Linked DNA regions of Mus musculus: all the other regions are linked to region 5. The links are chromatin contacts, called in public promoter capture Hi-C maps. All regions are on one chromosome and are shown on one strand. The core of a region is the stretch at or near the end of the contact, and the rest is flanking DNA. Distances in the headings are between cores, read along the strand shown.

What was found. Promoter capture Hi-C pulls out the DNA fragments that hold promoters and counts their contacts.
Region 1: a promoter capture Hi-C map of hippocampal neurons shows a contact between it and region 5, with 2.9 times the contacts expected there. The contact joins the promoter of Gp1bb here to the promoter of Yeats2 in region 5. A contact is called at or near these places in 3 of 39 promoter capture datasets (3T3-L1-derived adipocytes, cranial neural crest and hippocampal neurons) and 1 of 115 datasets of contacts at active chromatin or transcription factors (astrocytes).
Region 2: a contact with region 5 is called in a promoter capture Hi-C map of pre-B cells, with 5 times the contacts expected there. The contact joins the promoter of Vps8 here to the promoter of Yeats2 in region 5. A contact is called at or near these places in 3 of 39 promoter capture datasets (the 3T3-L1 cell line, liver and pre-B cells).
Region 3: a contact with region 5 is called in a promoter capture Hi-C map of pre-B cells, with 3 times the contacts expected there. The contact joins the promoter of Zdhhc8 here to the promoter of Yeats2 in region 5. A contact is called at or near these places in 3 of 39 promoter capture datasets (the C10 cell line, cranial neural crest and pre-B cells) and 1 of 115 datasets of contacts at active chromatin or transcription factors (astrocytes).
Region 4: a promoter capture Hi-C map of pre-B cells shows a contact between it and region 5, with 4 times the contacts expected there. The contact joins the promoter of Arvcf here to the promoter of Yeats2 in region 5. A contact is called at or near these places in 2 of 39 promoter capture datasets (cranial neural crest and pre-B cells).

What each region holds. Positions count from the first base shown.
Region 1 is chr16:18,621,091-18,623,790 of GRCm38.p6, forward strand. It overlaps Gp1bb (glycoprotein Ib, beta polypeptide), which reads right to left and starts at 1,313. Exons shown (of 2, transcript NM_010327.2): 1 at 481-1,313; 2 at 1-242. The coding sequence starts at 490. Septin5 (septin 5) reads right to left here. Exons shown (of 12, transcript NM_213614.2): 9 at 2,231-2,327; 10 at 2,015-2,150; 11 at 1,825-1,927; 12 at 721-1,706. The coding sequence ends at 1,650.
Region 2 is chr16:21,421,771-21,424,470 of GRCm38.p6, forward strand. Vps8 (VPS8 CORVET complex subunit) reads left to right here and starts at 1,348. Exons shown (of 47, transcript NM_001285893.1): 1 at 1,348-1,455.
Region 3 is chr16:18,233,805-18,236,504 of GRCm38.p6, forward strand. Zdhhc8 (zinc finger, DHHC domain containing 8) reads right to left here and starts at 1,332. Exons shown (of 11, transcript NM_172151.4): 1 at 1,103-1,332. The coding sequence starts at 1,206.
Region 4 is chr16:18,346,740-18,349,439 of GRCm38.p6, forward strand. Arvcf (armadillo repeat gene deleted in velocardiofacial syndrome) reads left to right here and starts at 1,443. Exons shown (of 18, transcript NM_001272029.1): 1 at 1,443-1,717. It also overlaps a transcript of Tango2 not described here.
Region 5 is chr16:20,139,737-20,142,436 of GRCm38.p6, forward strand. Yeats2 (YEATS domain containing 2) reads left to right here and starts at 1,327. Exons shown (of 31, transcript NM_001145930.1): 1 at 1,327-1,499.

The sequences.
Region 1 (2,700 bases), core at 63-2,562, 1.5 Mb before region 5:
TGCTGCGCGCAGAGCAGGCAACGCGTCCAGAAGCCCGGGCGGCAGCGCCGTCAGGTTGTTGCCGGTCAGCACCAATTCGGTGGTGTCGGGAGGGAAGGCAGCCGGCAGCGACGCCCAGGTCAGCCCGCGGCGCCCACAGTCCACGAGCGTCCCTGCGCAGCTGCATGGCGCGGGGCAGCCAGAGGCTGGGCGGCTGAGCAGCGCTAGCAACAGAAGCAGCAGGCTCAGCGCCCCACGGGGCCCTGAAAGAGAAGCACTAGGATGAGGCGGGAGCATCCTTGGGACCGTCGGCGCTGCTCCCGCCAGCTCCTAGGACCAGCATCCCACGAGTCCGCAGGTCCCTCCACCCCGGCCACTCTGGGCGCTGGCTCGAGTTTCCATCCACCTCTGATCCAAGACTTTGCCTATTGATGCCCAAACTAGAACACCTCCTGACCGTGGCTCTTCCTAGAAAGCTGCAGACCCGACCCCAGAACTCACGGGAGCCCATGGCGAGAGGATGGTGGCCTACTTCGTTCTGGAGAGGCGTTGGCCCGAGAGCCTGCCTGAGTCTACAGCAACAGACCACAATTCTGCCGCCTGGCCAGAAATAACTCCGAGCCGGCGCGCAAGGGCGTTGCGAAGGCAGATAGGGTACTATCGCCTGGGGCCGCAGGCAGCCCGGGCTTCCGTCCCCCCGCCCGCTCCCAGGGGCTCATGGAACACTCGGACACTCGGTGCGACGTTCACCAACTTTGTTCTCCTGTCACCAGGACAGGACGCGGCATTCACAACTGAACAAAACGGAGCATGGGGTGTGTGGGGAGGAATCATGCGGGTGGAGATATGGAGGAGGCCAAGGGCTGGAATCCTTGTGCAACAGAGTTGCTGGGAAGAAAAGACCTTGACCTATGGGTGGACGAAAGTAGTCTAGGCATAGGGACACCCCGTCTCTACCGCCCTTGGAGTCCTTCAGGTAGACTCAGGAAGGGGCGCGAGCGGTCTAGAGCATCGCGGCCCCGCCTTCCTCCCAGAAGCCTCTAGATCTGGGGTCTTCCTAAAGGCCTTAGCCTCCAAACCCCGCCGCCTCCGATCCTGAACAGAGCATGATTAGGGAGTAAGGGAGGAACCGGCCTACTTCCGCGCTCAGTAGGCCATTAGCAAATGCTTCGTAGCCCACTGGAATCGGCAGAGGGGGGCCTCCCAACTCCACTCTGCAGCACTAGCTTGGGTAATAGGCCCAAGATCCTGCATCCACGTCCCTCCTCTACCCTGGTTTATTGGCCCGCTGGGGGGCAGTGATCTTCTAGGAAGGGAGATCTTGGAGGTTGTGCACATCTTGTTCCCTTATGATAGGCGGGGAGGTGCGGGGTGGGGCGGGGGCAGGAGGTTGGGGAGGGGCTGTGATTCAGAGCACTCGGAAGCAGATACAAATGACCGGGAAGGGTGGACGCCGAGAATAAATTAGGGTCATCTGGGGGCTGTGGCTCTGTGGCTCCAGGTCTGAACAGTCTGGTCAAAGCCACTTTGGATTAGGGTGAGGTCCAGGCCTTCTGAGATCCAGATGAACCCAGGGTGGAATCCAGGACAGTCTGGGATCCAGGGGTAGGAGGGGCCAGCCCGGAAACCGGCCGTCTATCCTTGTCGACGACGTGGGGCTGGGGCGGGTGTCACTGGTCTTGCATTTGCTGCTTCATCTTCTGCAACATCTCCTGCATGCGCCTTAGCTGGTGGTGGGGGCGACCCAAGTCAGAGTGAGAAAAGGCAGGAGAGCTGTAGCTCTGCCCTCTGCTTCTCCTCCCTACCCTGTTCACAATCTCGGCCCTACTCCTGATATCCACCCACCTCTTCATCCTTCATCCTGATGAGCTTCTCGGTCTCCGCATCCGGTGTGGGTAGTGGGAGGATAGGAATGGGGCTCTCCATGCGGCTGTCCTGGGTGAGTTTGCTGTGGAATGAGAGGGCTGTGCTTGTTGGGAGGTTCGGGTTAGGAGGGTGGGAGCCGCCTGGCCTGCTACTGGTGCGGGTGGCCCACCTGGTCATCTGCTGGATGCAGTGGGCACGGTAGTTCTCATAGTGCACGTCGCACGTCACATCTTTGAGGTCGTGCATGTGAGTGCGGATGAGCATGTTGCGGAGCTTCACAAAGTCGCAGTGCGCCTGATTCTCCACTGTGGGCAGGATCGACGATGAGTCGGTGTCAGTCTAGGGGAGCCACCCACCCCTCACCCAGCCTCCTGCCTCATCTCACCTTCGACGATCCCCCAGGGGTACAGTCGCCCCCGGACCCGCTGCCCCTTGGCCTCCACCACAGTGTTGCTGCCAATAACGGCGAAGGGTGCACTTTCCTGGGGAAGGGGAGCAAGGACCCAGCCCAGCCTAGTCTGTAAGAGCAGCTGGCTCAGAGGCCATTCCAGCACTGCCATCATCCCCCTCCCATGGCATGGTCCCTCTGTGGGTGTCTTTGCTACCCACAAAAGCCACAAAGCCTGTGGGGCTAAAGGCCTTGGGGTTTCTGCCACAACGCCAGGCACTTCTCTGGCACTGGATGCTTCCAGGAGCTTCCTCCACGGTTCAAGTCAAAGCCAAGACCATGCTTACTGGTAGATGGCGCTGCCATCTGCTTCTGGCCCAAAGGCCCTAGTTCCTGGCTTAGCTCTCTGTCACAACCTCTCTGGCCTCTGGGGTATTCAAAGCCACCACCCTCTGGAGCTCTCTATC
Region 2 (2,700 bases), core at 98-2,597, 1.3 Mb after region 5:
AACAATCTTCCCATTTTTCATGTCCTATAGCCCCATTCCCCAATGTGTCAGCTGAATTCCGTTCTTCCCAGAACTTTAACAATTCTCTGTCACTCAGGGCTCAGGGTTCTGGTGTCACCATTCTGTCTAACCTACTTTAGACGGGTCTCTCTCTCTCTCTCTCTCTCTCTCTCTCTCTCTCTCTCTCTCTCTCTCTCTTTCTCTGTGTGTGTGTGTCTCATACACACACACTCACACACACAGAGTCATGGCTGAAATGTGTTTCTGTGAGTGATTATTAAAGATGTTTGGAAGCCACTGCCTGTACCCTAGCCACATCAGGCTAGCAACTTGTCCCTAAACTCACCTTGGCTTGTAACTAATCCCACTGTTCCCTCAGTTAGGCAGTCTCTCTGGCTCCTGCCTACAGAAGTCTCCTCACTCCCTGCTCCCCCCCCTTTTTTTTAGCTAAGGTGTTGATTATTTTCCTTCATCCGTGACCCTAAAAATGACAGCCCTATAGTTTCTTTATGTCACTGTGATCAGCTGGCCTTTACTGACAGTCCTAATGTACTTACAGGACAGACCTACAGTGAGCCTGGTTGATACTCAATGTAACTCCTCCTGAGGTATCTTCCCACACTCTCCCTCCTCATTTCTCCCTCACAGACAAGTCCAACAACTATGTTATCTGCCTCCTTGGGTTAATGATACCATATAGTGGCAATTGTAAACGCCAAACTATCCTGAAATAGCTTTTTCCAGTAGCATATTAGGGAAAAAAAAGATGCCTTCTCTATTTAATAATGTGACCCACTCTATTATTTTTTGATGGAACAATGACAACTAAAAATGATAATTTGGAAAAGAAGTTTTCAGTATCCATCCTTATTTGCAAAAACAATGTTTCCCCTTCCCCCCAAAATTACCCACCAAAACCCAGCAATTCTGTGTTCACCTTTCAAAAGAAAACGAATTAGTGGACACTACCAAATCCAACGAAACGAATTCCATATCCACTCCTAACCCTGCACTGTGTATCCATCCATCCATTTATCTATTTGTCGAATCTGAGACAGGTCTGTGTCGGTATCCCAGACTAGTTTGAACTCAATATGCTCCTTCTGCCTCAGGCTCCTGCGCGCCTGATGGCTGGACGATCCTTGACACCTCGTTTTGGGGTGAGTTTATGGAAGTTCAGGTGAGCTGATTGAAAGGGACGTTCCTTTTAATCTGAGGACCTCTATTTGCTAGACTCCTCCGGCTCAGATGCCAGGGCTCCTTGAGCGTCCCTGGAGGCCGGACAGAGTCTCCCTTTAAGGAGGGCGTGACGCAGAGGCTCGCACCGCCCAGTGCAGGGCGTCTCTGGGGAAGAGAGCGGAAGCGCGCCCGCCAGCTGCCGAGACTGCGCGTGCGTGGGCTGGCCTCCGCGGGGTCACGTGTGCTGGGGTCCCGTCAAGGCAGACGCCGGCTCAGGTAACACGTATTCCGAACGGGTGGGGCGGGGCGGCGGGTGCGGGCCGGCGCGGCAGGGGTGCGCAGACGGAGCTGCGCCCCAGTGGCTCCCGCAGACCCTGTGGCCACCGCGGGCTGGCTCAGGAGTCTGACTTCGCACTAGGTTAGCAGTTTCCACCCGGGTCCGGCCGCCTGCGGGGATACCGGACTGGCGCGCTCACGCCCGGACTGCGGCCGGGAGGTGGGTGCTGTCCCTCCCACGCCCGCCGCACGGCGTGGAGGTTCTCACCCGGTCCGACTGACGTGCAGCCCGTGCTGCCGCTTCCTCCTCGCCTCCTGCCAGGTGTGCCCCAATCCGAGGGCCGCAAGGTGGGGGGCACCCCTGTGCCTTGGCTTGTTGTCTAGGTGTGGCACTCGGGGGACAGAGGCACGCGGCAATCCAGAGTTTGGGTGTACTAAGTGGACATGTTTCAATGGAAGGATTGTACTGGCTTATCCGGAGTAGCTGCTGGAGCCTTCTCATAAGTAGGCGGGGCTCTATTTGCCAGAATGCTTGTTACTGTACTGCCCACTCTACTGGACACCCCACCCCCTAACCCCCCCCAAAAAGCCCAAGTAACGTAAGCACAGATGTTGGCTAGTGCCGCTAACTCTGTTCCAGGTGTCTCTGTTTGGGAGAAAATTGCACATCGTTGTGTGTGGGTTTATGTTACACTTCTGTGTTTGAAGTGCTTCCAATATAGATTGAGGATGGGGGAACCCACATGTGTTTAAGTCATGGGTTTGCTCACGTTGACATCTAAGCAGAAAAGTATTGACTCCTCTAGCACTAGCTGACCTGGTCTGTAGAATACACAATAAAGATAAATGGAGCAGTTTTGTTTGAACTGTTGAGCCTTGTATGCGGGAAGTGACTGAGTTATGTGAGAAAATTCTTTACAGACCTCTAACAGAATAAGGTGCTGATTTTTTTTTCTTTATATGTTTCTTTTGTAATTGGACTGTTGGCAGTCGTTGAGTGCATTCTGTCTTCCAGAATTTGGGGGTTTCTTAGTGACTCTTAGTGTTATCCCCACTAGTCCATAAACATTTTAGCCATTGGGATAGGAGAAGTAAGGCCCTAGAGCTGGAGTTACGAGCTGTTGTGAGCTACCCCGTGTTGGTGCTGGGAACCAAACTCTGGCCCTATATAAGAGCAGTATACCTTTTTAATCGCTGAGCCATCTCTCCCACCCCTCTATTTTGAGACAGGACCTATTGCTCAAG
Region 3 (2,700 bases), core at 82-2,581, 1.9 Mb before region 5:
GGGGAGAGGATTTTAATTTCTCTTAAAACTTTGATTCCCATATTGCATGTCTTAATTTTAGAGTTATGTTAAAAGACATCGAAATGTCCCTGTGACACCCTCTCTGCACTGAAACAGAACCCCACTCAAGACCTCTGGAAGACCGAATTTTCCAAGATATGTCCCCTCCAGTCTTAGCTCCCCAAGCCCTTCCTTAGTCCACAATCCACAACATCTGAGTGACAAGAACACAGACTTTCCCTGGAGCCAGAAATAAGCCCGTCCACACAGGCCTTTTTTAAACTTGCTCTTTGCAGCCAGTGGCACATACCCAACCCCAGCCTCCAGGTAAGGACTCTCCTCCCACAACAGGCACTGAATTCAGACTCCTACAAAGGCTGCTATATGTTTCTACAAAGTGGAAAGGGTGGCTCAGGCTCACTTACACCTGGGGCTGTCACACCTGGAAACAAATGGCCATCCCTTTGGTCACCTGAGTTGTGTCAAGGCTTTGGAATTGTAGAAAGAAACGAGTGGTCCGAGATTCAGAACCCCATGACCTATGAGCCAGCCCGGGGTAAGAAATTGAGGCTGCCTAGTGCCAGGCTGGCAAAGAGTGCTCCCTCCCCACGACTGGCAGCCTAGCCTCTGAGGTCTTTTGTGCTCCAGACTTAGAAGTGTAGGATAGAAGCCTCTCAGTGTTGTGTTCAGGGAGGGCTGAGGGCCTTGAGTAGGCTGTAGTGGCCAGTCACGGCTGTGGGGCAGGCCACACCTACGCTGAGAAACACAGAAATAAGTTGATTTTACATGCTGGCCGCGACGAGGGGGCTCACAGCTCCTACTCCCCCCCTCCCCCTAGGAAGGTTGGTGTCTGTAGGTGACACGCGTCCCCCTTCAAAGCCCCGAGGGAATGAAAGGCTGCAACCACACCCAGGGCCTGCTAGAACGCTCAGAGGCAGGCATTCACCTGTCCGTGCTCCGGGGACGCAGCCCCTCGCCGCAACCTGCTAATCCGCCCAGCCCACCGCCGCCCCCGTGGGGCACGTGCGCCCCTTCGGCTCCCACCCCCAACCTCCCTACCCCCACCCGCTGCTACCAGGCTCTGGACCCGGCGCCGACTCACGTGAATACGAAGAAGAGTGTGCTGGAACCAACCAACAGCGCGGCGGCCGTGGCCACCGGGATGTACTTGGCGGGTTTGAGGCGCGTCCCGGGGCTGCGGGGCATCCTGGGCGCCGCGCCGCCGCATCCCTCCCCGGGCCGGGCGGGCGGGGCCGGCCGGGTCGGGCCGGGGTCGGGCGCGCGGGCTGGACGCGGCGCAGGATCCGCCGCAGCGGCAGTGGAGGAAATCCCACCCCACGGGCGGCGGCGGCGCGCTGATGTCAGCGCGCCCCTTAAGGTGGACCCGGCGGCAGGGCCGCGGCGGGGGCGGGCTGAGGGTGGAGCGCCGGGCGGCCAACTCCTCTTTTGCGGGGTAGCCCGACACCCCACGCACGCGCAGCGCCCATCTGGACCGACAGGACAACGGAAAGCATGTTCTTTTTCTCTTTCTTGTCTGTCTCTTCCTTTCTTTCCTTTTTTTTTTTTTCCTTGCTACCGCAGGCCCTAACCCGGGAGCTCTCTTGGGCCTACATGCTCTCCAATCACAGTCCCGGGACAGGCTGAAGGTCCCCTGGCAGTCACTGGGGTGTGAGCGAGATTTCTATGACAAGGTAGGGGTATCATGGCTATCCAAACCTTAGCCAGTTCTCAGCCCTCCACACACTAAGAGTTAGGTCACCGAGTTCCTCTGTGTCCTGGCTCAGGCCGCAGGCTTGATTGAGGCCGTGTGTAAGAGACCTAGGAACGCCTTCGGAAAGCTGGTGTCCTAGGGAAAGTGACTGAACCCTGCTCTGGCCTTGACTAGAAAGGCTGCGCATGCTCACCACCCACCCGCGAGCAAGCCCACCTGCCCGCGCCAGGACGCAGCTGTTTAAGGTGGACCGGCCCTCCAAGGATGCTGCAGGCATCTGCATTGGCTTCCCCTAGCAGATCAGTTTTAATGTTTTGAGTAAGAACATGGTCAAACCCCACTGCTTGCCTTAGCCACTCCACAAGGCAGCAACATTTACTTTGGAAGCTTATTCAGGGCCTGAACAGGGTGCTGGCTGACGATTCCCCCAGAGCCGCCCCCAGTCCGGAGGCTCTTCTCCATCGTCCACCCCTCCCCAGACCAAGATAGTGGGAGCCTTCTTCCCTTGGTTGTTGCTATCTCCTTCTGTAGAGCCATAACCCAGAGTCCTTCAGCCACCTCCTCCCTACAACACTGCTTGTAGGCCTGGGACTCCTTGGCTCGCCCACAGCTCAGGGTCGAGTGCCTTAATGTAGAAACAGCTTTTCAACAGCATAAACAGTGATAGATTTTCTCTCAGATTTCTGTCCTGTTGGTCATTCCATGCCAGAAGACGTAGCTCAGGGTCTTCCAGCGTTGGTAAGATAGCAGTGATGTGACCTCACAGTGGAGAGCAGAGTGGATACAAACTCCTTTCCGCTCTCAGGTAAGTAAGTATCCAGCTGGCCCTCTGCATTAGGCACACAGTTCAGTTAAATTCGCCCGACTTTAATCTTGTCCTACAGCCCCTAACATAGAACGCTCAGAACCTCTAGGGCCTCTAGGGCCCACAGGAGGCTCCACGACTCACAGCTCCCCCACTGCAGAGTTCCTTTGGGATTAAGTCTACT
Region 4 (2,700 bases), core at 193-2,692, 1.8 Mb before region 5:
AGACAGCTGTAGTTAGTAGAGAGCTGTAGTTACAGCTTTACCTAGAGAGAGCTACCTTCTTGGAAGACTCTGCTTTCTTAGAGTTGCTCACTCTGCCTTGCCAGAGCTGCAACAATATCTCAATACCAGGATGCCAAATGGTGTTCATTTCAAGTAGCAATACCAACGGATTAGTAGCAACTGCCTTGACTCTGAAAAGCTCCTGGTATCAATTTGTATTGTAGGCGACCCAGAAGTGAGCTCCTGCTCCAGGCATTTACTTTCTTTGTCTTCACCAAGCAACCCTTATTGGGTGAGCACACTGGACTCAGCATAGGTGGGTGAAATATGACCATCTGGGTAGACCCCCTACACACACAAACGCACACACACACACACACCCTGGCCTCCATTAGCACTATCTGTAAGGGGCCTTGGGAAACACCGACAGCCCAGAAGAGTTGCTCATTTCCAGTGCACTCAGGATAAGAGGCTTCTGAGCAAGCACAGGCCAGATTCATTTCCACAGTCTGCACTTCCATCTCCTGTTTATGTTACAGCATCCCCCGTGGGTCCCCTCCACTGCCTTATGTCACTGCAGAGATGTGTTTGGTGTGCTTTACCTAGTAGGGAAATATGTGTTTATCTTTTCAGGCAGTGGATAAAGCTCCTTGATATTTCTCCAAGACTCAAAGCAGGGCAGAGGAAATCGGGACACCAGGGTGTAGTGGGGAAGAGATAAACACATAATTCCCCTTTCCCGGGAAGAGGACGCTTTTCATTGCCCCGGGGAAAGAGCAGTCTCATGCAGCTGTAGGGAGTGCCCAAAGGCTCTGTAAATACAGGCTTCATAGAAGAAAAAAAGCTCTAGTTTTTCTAGAGTCTGCTTTTGCCCTCAAAATCACTGCAACCATCCCCACTTTGTACCAGCCTAGCTGACCTTGTTCGTCCTTGCTGCAGGGGTTATGGGGACAGTGAGAGAGCCCCCAAGGCTGGAAGTCCAACGACTGGGTTCACGCCCTGGTTGCCTAAAGCCTCAATTTTCTATCTGTAAAATGGGATTTATCTTTACACTTGCGGAGTGTAAGATAAATACCATTCTATGCCAATAGAAAGGAATCGACGCTCAATGTCCGGTTAACAGCAGGATACCTGGGAACTTGGGGTGGAGATGGAGACAACGCTGCTGGAATCCGGGAGTGACCGCCTGCCCTGCAAGTTCCAGCTCAGGGCCTACTATCCCCAGAACTCCTCTGAAGATGGCCGGGAGGGGGCAACTCCGAGCCTCCTGCAGCTGCTGCAGCCACAGCATTCCGGGCAGGTGTCAGGGCCTGCTCTGCTAGGGGGCCGACCTGGGCTAAGACTGACAATACCAGGAACCCAACAGCAAGCCGCAATCTCTGCACATCCATCCAATCGGTGCGGGTTGCGGGGCGCGTCTCTCTACCAATGGGAAAATTCGCAGTTGGATGGGGCGGGGCGGAGGCCTCGTCTCCGGCCAGGTCCGCTTTGCGCACGGGCAGCGGGAGGGGTAGGAGGGCTAGCCTGCTTGCTGGCTGCTCCAGTAGGGGAGGAGGAGTGTTCCCCCCCTCACCTCCTCACAAGCACAAGTTGTGGCCCCGGGAGCCACTTTCGGTGCTGGGCGCTGGAGAGGCCGCTCCCCGCGCACCGGGGGACCTGGGGACGCCTGTCTTGGGGGCGGAGGCCGCGCTGCGGAGCCGCCCACGCCGCGCGCCAGGTGAGCTCGGCCGGGTGGGCGGGGTCCGGCTGTGGGCCTGGGGCTGGACACTCGGGCCCCGGCCAGGATTAGGGGTAGGTCCTGGGGGAGCGAGCTGGTATAGTGTCTAGACTGAGATGCGGACTAAGATAGGGACAGGGTCCTGGGCTCGGACTTTAGGTCTGGGTGGGGCTCGGAAGCTGGTTCTTCTGCTCACCCGCGCTCTAGCACACGACGGGTCCCCAGAGACCCGGGTGGTTGGGGGCGGGTCCCTTTGTGCATGACCTCAGGGCTCTGTCCAACCTGGCTACGGCGCCGGCTTCAGCCTCCGGGCTGTTCAGCCTCCGGGATGAACTGGACCCAGCTCCCACAGCTTTGCCCTCCGCGAGCCACTGCAGAGCCTGCAAGCAGGGACCCGACGGCTATGGAAACTTTACCAGGACTCGGGCGGCGAGGCTGGGGAACTTCCCGGGGTGGTACGGCTGTTGGTGAGCGCAGGGTCTTGGCGATGCCAAGGGAATGTCCCTACGCAGCGACGATGCTCCTAAGGCCTCACAAAAGAGAGAGGAGGCGCTGCTGGGAATCCCTTGTCTGGTGTCCCTGCTTGAATCTCCTCCCTAGATACCCCTACATTCCTCAGTGGGACACCAGCCCTGGAGAATATGCAAGTCTGGAGTTGCTCTGCTTCAGGAGGCCTGGATACCATGGCTTTCCCCTTTTAATTTTTAAATAATTAAATGCTACTTATATTCAATATTTAACTATTTGTTTCAGTGTCAGGTATCAGTGTCTAAGGTACTAGGGGACTGTCTCTGAGGATTCAGACATTTAGAAATGATGGAAAAGAAAGAAAATGCTTCTGTTTGTGTTAACTCTTAGGCTAGACTCTTAATGTGGGCTAACAATCCGAAATGCAAAACACATGCTTACTTTTATAAAGCTAAGGGATGGAGCCATACCCAAATTGTCTTTGGGAATATCTTTTCCCTAAGTAGGACCAGCTA
Region 5 (2,700 bases), core at 77-2,576:
CACTGACTGCTCTTCCAAAGGTCCTGAGTTCAAATCCCAACAACCACATGGTGGTTCACAACCACCAGTAATGAGATCTGACGCCCTCTTCTGGTGCGTCTGAAGTCAGCTACAGTGTACTTATGTATAATAGTAAATAAATCTTAAAAAAAAAAAAAAAACCTCACTACTCAGCTTGTGTGGTAAGTATGTACAAGCTGTACAATATGAGCAAGAGCTGAAAAAGTCTGAGGCAGCTCCAAGGTCAGCCTGGATGCTGTAGTCCTGAAGAAGTAATAGGAAGTCTTGGTGTGTAGTATCATGGAAGAAAGCTGGTTTCAAGCGATTTTAAAGGGAAAACCGAGGCTTAATGGATTGTCATTCATTAGCTGCATCTACATTAAGTAAATCTACAAAAGTAAATGTTTCTACAGAGAAACAGTGTCTCAAAAAACAAAACAAACAAAAAAGTTTTCAACGTTTTCAAACCTTCACCCTTTCTTTCAGTCTACAAAGTATCTGGGACCAGAGGGGGGAGGGGGGACCACTACACCTCACTCAGGTGCTACATCTACTAAAATGGGTTCACAATGATTAATGCCTTCTTCCTGTCTTTGCTTCCTTCATTCTCTCTCTCTCTCTCTCTCTCTCTCTCTCTCTCTCTCTCTCTCTCTCTTTTTGGTTTTTCGAGACAGGGTTTCTCGAGACAGGGTTTCTCTGTATAGCCCTGGCTGTCCTGGAGCTCACTTTTTAGACCAGGCTGGCCTCGAACTCAGAAATCCGCCTGCCTCTGCCTCCCAAGTGCTGGGATTAAAGGCGTGCGCCACCACGTCTTTCTTTCTTCCTTCCTTTCTTTCTTTCTTTCTTTCTTTCTTTTTTTTTTTTTGTTTGCTTGTTTAATATATATATTTATGGTGCTGGAGGTTGGACCCACAGCATTGCTCTAAGCAAGCACTCTACCAATAACTTTTACTTTGAGACAGGGCCTTGAATTCACTATGTAACTAGACAGGTTTTGTACTTGTGATGCTCCTGCCTCAGTCTCCAGACTACAAGTATTACCCCGCGATACTAGATACTAGGTTACGGCTGCTATATACACCTCTATCACTAAACACAGTGACGCAAGATGGTACGCTCAGCAGTGCGGTCACCATAGTTACTATTGCCATGACTACAAGAGAACCAGCATTCTCTCAAACTTTCAGCAGGAAGACAACGGTTGGCCGGCTCAAGCGGTCAACCTGAAGGTGCGACGCAGAGTTCAGGAGCAGCTTTAGCCCCCCGCGGCCACGCCGCCCCGACCCCGCCCCCACCGCGCGCGCCCGCGCCGCCCCGCCCTCGAGGTGACGTGCGGGGCGGAGCCTGACGGCGGGCGGGCTGCTCTGTCGTGAGCTTCCGCGCGGGCGCGTCCCGGGCCTCGCACGGCGGTTCCACGGGAGGAGACCTTTCGCTCTTTCTCTCCGCGTGGGGGTTCCGGGTCCCGGCAGGGCGGCGCTGCAGCTGGGCGCGCAGGAAGGGTGAGTGTCGGTGCGGGCGCGCGTCTTGTGCGGGGCATTGTCTGGCGCGGGCACGTGCACCCCTCCCCCACCGCGGCCGCGCGGACAGCTCAGCGGCGCGGACGGGTGGGCGCCTGGGTCCGCGGAGAGCCAGGTCCGGCGTGGGGAGGGTTCTTCTCGCCGCGCAGCCTCAGACGGGTCGCTTTGCAGCCGAGGCGGCTGAGCTTGCGCGGTGACCCGCGGGTGGTCCCGAGACGAGGTCGCCTCGGCAAGTTTGGATTTGCCCAAAGAAATCTGCGGCGGCTTAGGAAGGTTGCGAGAAGTCTGCACGAGAGCGTAGGACGGTGCTGTGTCCTATGGAAGCTTCGGAAAGTGAGGACTTGACCAGAAACACGGCTCGGTGTGCTTATGCAGAAGACAATAAGGCTTAGAGCTCATCTCCATTATGCAAGTATTTATGTTAAACAAAAAATACTGTGTCCTATAATTCTGCAGCTCACTAACATCTTACTAGTTTTGATATTGCTAGTATTTTTGTCTAGGCACATACCTAATTGCAGAAACAACCCACTTTTAAAATTCCATAACATAAACTAGAAGGTAATACACATTTATTCAGCAGTATCGTTGCCATTAATAAGTAGCAAGTACTCATCCGAGAATATTTTTAAAATTTAGACAAGGACAAAGAAGAAATTCTAGTGTCCAGAAGTAATTACTATGGGTGTGTATATTTGTGTAGTCTGCCTTAAAGGTAGGACCAAAACAACCGATGAGGGGTTGGTGCCTTAACTGTGGTTCGTTTTAGACGGGGGTCTCTTTCATATACATACATAGACCTGTCTCAGAACCTCAGTCCTCTCTGTAGACCAGGCTGGCCTCGAACTCAGATCTACCAGCCTCTGCTTTCCCAGTGCTGGGATTAAGGGTGTGGTTCCACCACCACCACATCTGGCAGACTTACTTTTTATAGGAAGCTCGTAGAAAGGTTTTGAGAAGGTAGTGGCACAATCCCACCACTACACCGGAGAAGTCAAAAGTGTGTGTGTGTGTGTGTGGGGGGGGTGCTGAGGAGTCAGGATGCAGCCTTCTGCGGTAGCCTGGATTGACTCCTTGCAAATGGAAGTAGACAGAGTGAAAAGATGAGCGTTTGGAGGTAGAATTAGCAAGCCTTGGAAGGGAAAGGGAGAGATAGCTTGTAGCCCAGGTTGGCCTTGAACTC